2 separate regions of the Gossypium hirsutum genome follow, and region 2 is linked to region 1. Evidence: chromatin contacts called from public Hi-C data. All regions are on one chromosome and are shown on one strand. Each heading gives the region's core, a stretch centred on a gene start, on an enhancer-like site or on the middle of the called end of the contact. The rest is flanking DNA. Distances are from core to core; before and after follow the strand shown.

Evidence for each region. A called contact is a pair of places that touch in the nucleus more often than the background predicts.
Region 2: a Hi-C map of leaf shows a contact between it and region 1, with 3 times the contacts expected there. The contact joins the promoter of LOC107892277 here to the promoter of LOC107892288 in region 1. A contact is called at or near these places in 3 of 34 Hi-C or Micro-C datasets (all in leaf).

What each region holds. Positions count from the first base shown.
Region 1 is chrD09:8,147,410-8,151,115 of Gossypium_hirsutum_v2.1, reverse strand. LOC107892288 (carbonic anhydrase, chloroplastic) reads left to right here and starts at 1,444. Exons shown (of 10, transcript XM_016817321.2): 1 at 1,444-1,975; 2 at 3,300-3,361. The coding sequence starts at 1,784.
Region 2 is chrD09:8,627,092-8,630,736 of Gossypium_hirsutum_v2.1, reverse strand. LOC107892277 (DNA (cytosine-5)-methyltransferase DRM1) reads right to left here and starts at 2,134. Exons shown (of 12, transcript XM_016817310.2): 1 at 1,954-2,134; 2 at 1,680-1,723; 3 at 1,344-1,481; 4 at 787-886; 5 at 665-711; 6 at 406-505; 7 at 281-327; 8 at 1-35. The coding sequence starts at 1,682.

The DNA.
Region 1 (3,706 bases), core at 195-2,694:
CTCCTTTTCTCTACCACCATTGCTTTTTCTTTTTTTTTTCTTCTTCTTCCTATGATCATTATCCCAACCTCTTTTTATATGCATACATGTTTTGCTTTTTTGCTTTTTTAAATTTAATTTTTTATTATGGAGATGGAATATTGTAACAAATAAATGTCATAAACATCAATGTGGTTTATGGTGTTTATATCATGAATGAAAATTAATGTGGGTCATTAATGTTCCAATATTTATACATTCACCTATGACTTCCATCAACCATTTATTTTAAAAAATAAAAATAAATTAGCAATAAAAGAAAAATGGGTTATAAAGAAAAGTTGTGGGAGGATATTGTATGGTTTGAATCCATGGATTTGGTGCGTTGTTCTAGTATTCATTATCATCAAATGAAAAATGTGTGGTTGAAAAATAAAAAAAATAAAAGAAATTATCTGGGTGAATTTTTTATATTTCACAAATAGTTAAATAACACATATATGTAGGATATATCAAAAAATATAAAAAAGAAGTTTTTAATAAACATGTGATAATCTTTTAATTTCACTAGTGATTTTTTTAAAACAATGTTATTATAAGTTCTGATCATATCTGCTTATTTTGATGTAATGTTTAGAATTATCTCTAGTCCCTATCCGACTCATAAATAGGAGGATAATGCGCTTCAGCGCATTTGAACCCACGTCTAAATAAAAACAAAGTGTGTAAGTGTGTGTGTGTTTTTTTTGTATCATGAAAATGCAATATATCAAATTTTCAAATACAAGATTCACCATAATCATACCAGCAAAAACAAAGTCTAAATAAAAATGCTAAAGTTCTGATTAATATTCAAGAATTTCAAGATTATAAATATAATTGATCCTAATTTCTTTGATGATTTGTATTTATCAACTTCTAAAAATTATTACCCAAATACGATGTCAGGAATCTTATACAAGATCAAGGTATAAAATCATTCAATAAATAAAAAAACTAAAACTTGCTTAAAAATCCTAATCTATCACAAGAAAAGCTACACTCTTAATTTTCTAGAAATTAATCAATAAAACTTGAAAATAAAATAAAAGTTGTTACCAAATTAGGGAGACTCACTTGAACGTATAGAAAGATTGAATTTGTTCTGTAAAATTTCTAGAGAGTATGTGAGAGTATAAAAAAAATCGAGAGAAAATTAGTAACGAGTATTAGAAGAAAATAAAATAATATTTATTATTTTATAAAAAAATGTTTTTAATCATTTCCCAATTGAAGTAATGTCTAATTAACTCATGACATCAATTCAAACAGGCACATCATATATCGAATAAATATAAATATTTATTTATATAAATTTAATATAAAATAATAAAAATACTCTCAAATAATATTTATTTAACGGGTGAACCAACCCAATGAAGTAATAAATATAAATGTTTTTGCAGTTAGATGCAATAACTATATAGTGGGAATCCAAGCAAAAAGTGGCAAATGAAGACCACAAAAATCATGGGTTTACTATACGTGGAGAAAGGTCGTTGCATGCAAGTCCCAAACATGCACAAAAACAAATAAAAATATAAAAAAATCGAAGGATGAACAAACTTTTTTATTATTTTTTTTCAAAAAAGAAAAATGAAAAATTGAATCTCCAACGTTCAAACCTAATCTACAACAAGTAGAAGCTCTCATTCACCAACCTTTCGCTTTCATTATCGCTTTTGAAGACACTGAAGAAATTTATATGTGATGAAAATTATGATATAAATTTCCAACTAAATTGTATCCATCATTTTGCGTGGCAATGTCGACGGCTTCTATCAACGGTTGGTGCCTTACCTCCTCTTCTTCCACCACTACCACCTCCTCTTTTTCCGCTCGTCGACGACCTACATTGCGGCCTTCAGTCGTCGCTAGCCTTAACTCTTCTCCTTCTCCTCCGACTCTTATCCAAGACCGCCCGGTTTTTGCTGCCCCTATTCCTTTGCTCACCCCGGTATACATTTTTTTTTCTTCTTCTTCTTTTTTTTTTAAAATAATTAATAATATATCTATGATTTTGCATTAATGAATTCTTTGTCTTTGATTAAGTGATTTCGGTGAAAATGCAGCAATAGAGAAAAAAAAAAGTGAAAAGTTCTCTTTTCCCACGTTAAGTTCTTTCTTGTAAAATAAAAAAAGGTTAAATTATGATTTTGATCCCTTATCATAATTGGGTTTGAAATTTAGTCACTAAACTTTAATTTGGCTTGATTTAAGTCTTCTACTCTTATAATGTGATTAAATAATCAAAATTGTTAAACTATTCAAGTAAAAATGCTCGCGTAATTAATTTACCTTTTTCAACACAAAATTTTCATATTAACATAATGAGATCTTATAAAAGTGAAATCTTTAGTTGCATGATAAAAGTCAATGATGTTAACTATCTGGACTCATTAATAACTTCGTAAATGGGCTATATGCACTAAAGCCCAAACATGAGTATAGTAGAGGGCCTAAACAAGAATTTAACCAAAAGCAAATCATTATTTAAAAACACAAAATAAAATAGGTTTTTAGTAAATTGAATTTGAATTATATCCCAATTCTCATATTTTACTCTTCTTTTTTTGATAAAAATAGTGTATAAATTAGAAATTTTATTTCAATTAATGTAAAGAAAATGTATAACGTCCAATAATATATACATGCGACATGACATACGTTCTTATTTAATGATATTAAAAGAATCAATTTACTATAAGTGATATTATTATGATATTTCAAAAACTTATAACATTGGGGTTTTTAAATTTTTTATATTCTATAAAATATGAATATTATTACGATATTTTTAAAATATATATAATACCATAATTTTCTCCTTTAATTTTTTTTTTCTTTTAATTTGCCCAAATTATAACATGACATTATAAATTATTATTAGTTTGCAAAAATAAATTTCTTTAAATCACTTTCCAATTTGAATTAAAATTTAATTATAATATAATTAAAACAATTTTTATTGAGGAAGGTGACACGTAGAGCAAAAACGCATGTCTTAAATTACTTAAAAGATGTACAAAGTAATAAATATGTTTTTTTTTAACAATTTGGTATATCTGTTTTTTTTGGCATAATGTTTAGAACTATTCATAGTCTTTCTCTAACCCATAAATAGGAGGATAATACGCTTCAGTACACTCGAACCAACATTTTCTTACATTAGTAACAATGTCTATATTAGTCAAACTAAAACTTAATCGACAAGTAATAAATAAGTTTTTAAAAAAGAAAGAATGGTGTGAAAATATTGATTGGAGTTTGAAATTTGACAGAGAGAAGAGATGGGAAACAAGTCCTACGACGAAGCCATTGAAGCTCTCAAGAAACTTCTCAGGTATATCATCCCTACCTTGATAATTTTATAACGTCTTTATTATATATATATAACTATTCCATCAAATCTAAAATCAAATTGGATTTATACGTGATATTAATATATTTTTATGTTTGATTAAGTTCGATTTTGATGTATGAATTTAAAATTTTACTCAAATCCATTTATATTTATAAATTATTAACTTAAATTAGTTTTAAGCTCGTCAATATTATTTTTAATTAAATATTTTAGATAAATTTTTTATTTAAGCTTATATAGTATTATATTAGGGGCAATTTTAAAAGGGTAGGTAAGAGTTGTCCCCAAAATGGAAATCATACAATTTAGTTCTTTCATGAATAA
Region 2 (3,645 bases), core at 885-3,384, 480 kb before region 1:
GCATGTTGTTGCACAGGAGCAGACTTTTCAAGAGCCTGCAATCTTAAATTAATCATTCATGATATAACAGAGAGAGCAAACAACTAATTTGCTAGATAGTTCAACAACGGAAAGACGATTCTATTTGGGGAGGATTGTCAATATAACCTGAACCACTGAATATGTTGACTTGTTATTGCATCAATATCAAGATTCCAAGTAACGTCAATAGGTTTCTTTCCCAAACAAATAATAAATGCTTCAGAAATAACTAAACAAAGGTTTCAGGTGTACAGCTTACCGAATATGTCAATAGAGTCTCCAATATGGTATCTGTATTCCCCTCTCCTGAAAATATAGACATGACCACAGATAAAGCAATAGAGGTCAAAAGTGATGTCTAATAAAATGAGAAAGGACTATTACCATTTTCTTGAACCGCTTTGAGAACCATTTCTTCAGAGAATCCCATCCCAACAAAATGATCAATCAACTTGGAATTGGAAGAACTAGCCAACGAGCTTGCCTGCATGCGAAAAAGAGAAATCAAGAACTTATTATGAAATCTGCACACTAACACGTCAGTAATTTAACAGTAACAGTTCCACCACAAAAGCCGCAGCAGCTCTCTATCATCAAGGGGTGTGTAACTAATAAGCATCTTTAAATAGGATGTACAACTCACAGAATACTGAAGGAGAGCTTCAAGTATCAAATTTGAATTCTCCTCTCCTGGACAATAGGAAAGCAGGATTATAAAAGAGTTAAAAACTTGTGCTCTAAGTAGTAAAGACCTAGAAGCTTTACCATTTTCCTCAATTGCTTTCGTAACAAGTTCCTGGGAGAACCCCATCCCAACAAAATGATCAATTAACTTGGAATTCGGAGAATCTGCAGACGAGCTCACCTTGAGACAATAAAAGTTAACCGTGAGTTCGTTTTGACATTAATTTGTCCCTTAGCTATTATATGCCAGGAAAAAGATATATGTAAGTACAAGAGAGAAGATTAATTGTTTGCAAACACAGGTATTTGAATAACTGGGATAGACACAAAAGTAAAAAGGCTTGATCTTAGTGAATGCATACATATTCATTGCTATGGAGGCTAATCAATGAAATTTAAGCCAGGGACATTGGTAATGTCATCAACTAAATAAAGCAGTGCATGAAAGGGAGATGCGAAACTACAGTGACCTCCAGAGAAAATTCCCATAGGAACTCATCAATTAATATCTATAATGTTTCTTTGGAAATTAAAAATGAAAGAAAACTTCATCGTAGATAATTTTCATAATCATTAAAACGATTTGCATGTTAAAATTTCCAGAATGCCATGTGATGCAATTATGCATGGGCAAGTACCTCTGCTGTGCCTAAAACAGCTTCCCCATTGGTAAGTGACACTCCTGAGCGAGAGGCGATTGCATAATTATCAATTTCCAGCTCATCTTCGGTATCCCAGTCAAAATTATCAGCATCACCACCAGAACCATTTTGATCCTACAAAAATTACAAAACCACACACACATTCATAATATCAAATACAATATATATAAGATTAAATAACTAAAGAATTTTCATTTCTTTTAGCCAACTGACAGCCTAGTGCACAAATGAGAATTTTTAGAAAAATACAGGAAGAATATTACGACGACACATAACATTAAGGAATAAAAAAGTAATAGAACTTGACAGTACCATTTTCCTTGAGCTATAGTACAGCCCAAGAACAGTTTCTTAACCTGTAAAAGAAACAATGAAAACTTATCAGAACTCCGTTACCCGGACTCGGCAATTAGGGGTGCCGTACCAGTGTCGACACGATCCGACACGGATTTCCGACACTGAATACGAGATCAGATCCGGCGGAAACCGACGGACACGGCAGCGGGAGAACTGAGAGGAGAAGAAAAAAACAGGAGGAGAAAAAGGAAAGAGAATGGAGGAAAAGACAAAGAAAGAAGAAGGATACACGGCAGCAGCGGCGATCGTCGACGAGTTCTGACAAAGAAGTTACCGGTGGAGGAAAAGAAATAAAATATACATAGGGGAAGCCCCAACGGCGGTAACGGAGAAGAAGAGGAAACGAGGAGCTGTGGGTTCAGTTTTCACAGGGTTTTTCAATTTTTTTCTATAATGATATTGTGTTTGAAAAGTCACCTATGTAATTATTTATAAATTTTTATAATAATTTATTGAAAAAATATGAAAAAATATATTTAATTAGAAAAAAAGTGTTATAATTCTTTATTTATAAAAATATTATATTATTTCTTTTTATATTATAAATAAAAAGGGAATCGGAATTCTTGAGGGGCAGTGAAAAGTAAAGTAGATTAATAAATAAATAAAATCTAACGCAGTTAAAATTTGCAGCAGTTTTCCGTTTTCCTCTGTAGGTAGCATGGAATAATCGTGCCACTGCGAGGTCGTTGGAGTTCAGTTATAAACTAGTTATCCTTCTAATTAAATTAAGTTGTTTTAAATTTAAATTCAAAATTTTTTTAAAAAAGTGAACACCCAATCAATAAATTAAAATTTATGTTTATTTTTATAAATTGTATTGATAATTCAAATTCAAATTAATTATCAAAATTCATGACGATAGATAATTACTTAATTTTAAAAATACTATTAAATTATCTAATATATATTACTTTTCATACACACGCATGTGAGATTATCATTTCCCCACTTTAGTTGAGAGTTGACGAGACCGTATAGATGGAAGTGAAAGTATCGAATCTCGGGCCTGTTTGGCTGTTGAATTGAAATTATTGGACGCCATGGACGCTATTTGATTTTTAAAAACTCCAATTTTTGAACTTAAAACTTATTATTTGTTTATGTTAATATTTTTTATGTTTTACATAAAAATTTTCCACAACTGTCCTAATTTAATGCTAGTTTAATAATGCTTTTAAAAAATATTTTTGAGAAATGGTTTGAAAATTTTGGTTTGGTATTGTTATTAAAAAATACTTTTCAGAAATAAAATATCTATTTTAGATATGGTATTATCGAGTAACAGATATGCATTTAAATCATGTTTAAATTAGTTAGTATTATTATATTTTAATAAGAATATAAAAAATAATTTATTATAACTTGTGGTTAATATTTTAATATATGAAATATAAATTTTAAATATTTTTAAGCAATAAATATTAATTATTTATAAAATTTAATTAGAATATATAAATTATATTGTGAATATTTAAATAAAACTATTTAATATTAACACATTTTTATTATTTTAAAAAAAGAATTTATTTTAATTAATGAATTTAACATATGTGAAATTAAGTACCAAGAAAAAAAGAAGAAGGAAAAGTAATATGTTGTTGGAGGGGTGAAAAAATAATTAAGCACCAAAAATACTTTTAGGATAAAAAATGCTTTTCAAATGTGCTTTTTAAAAAGTCAAAAATTTCAATCAAAGGTAACTTGTTTAGCATAGTTTTTTTTTTCAAAAATGTTTTTCAAGCTAAAAATATTTTTTTAAGTATTACTAAACAAGCTCTTAGTCAAGGACAAAGACATAAAAAAATTTTTAGGGAAGTCGAAATTATATTTTAATTTTTACGATAATAAAAATGTAATTTCATCATTTGAATACATCTTTATATTTTTAAAATGATTAAATAGAAATTTTATCATTTTT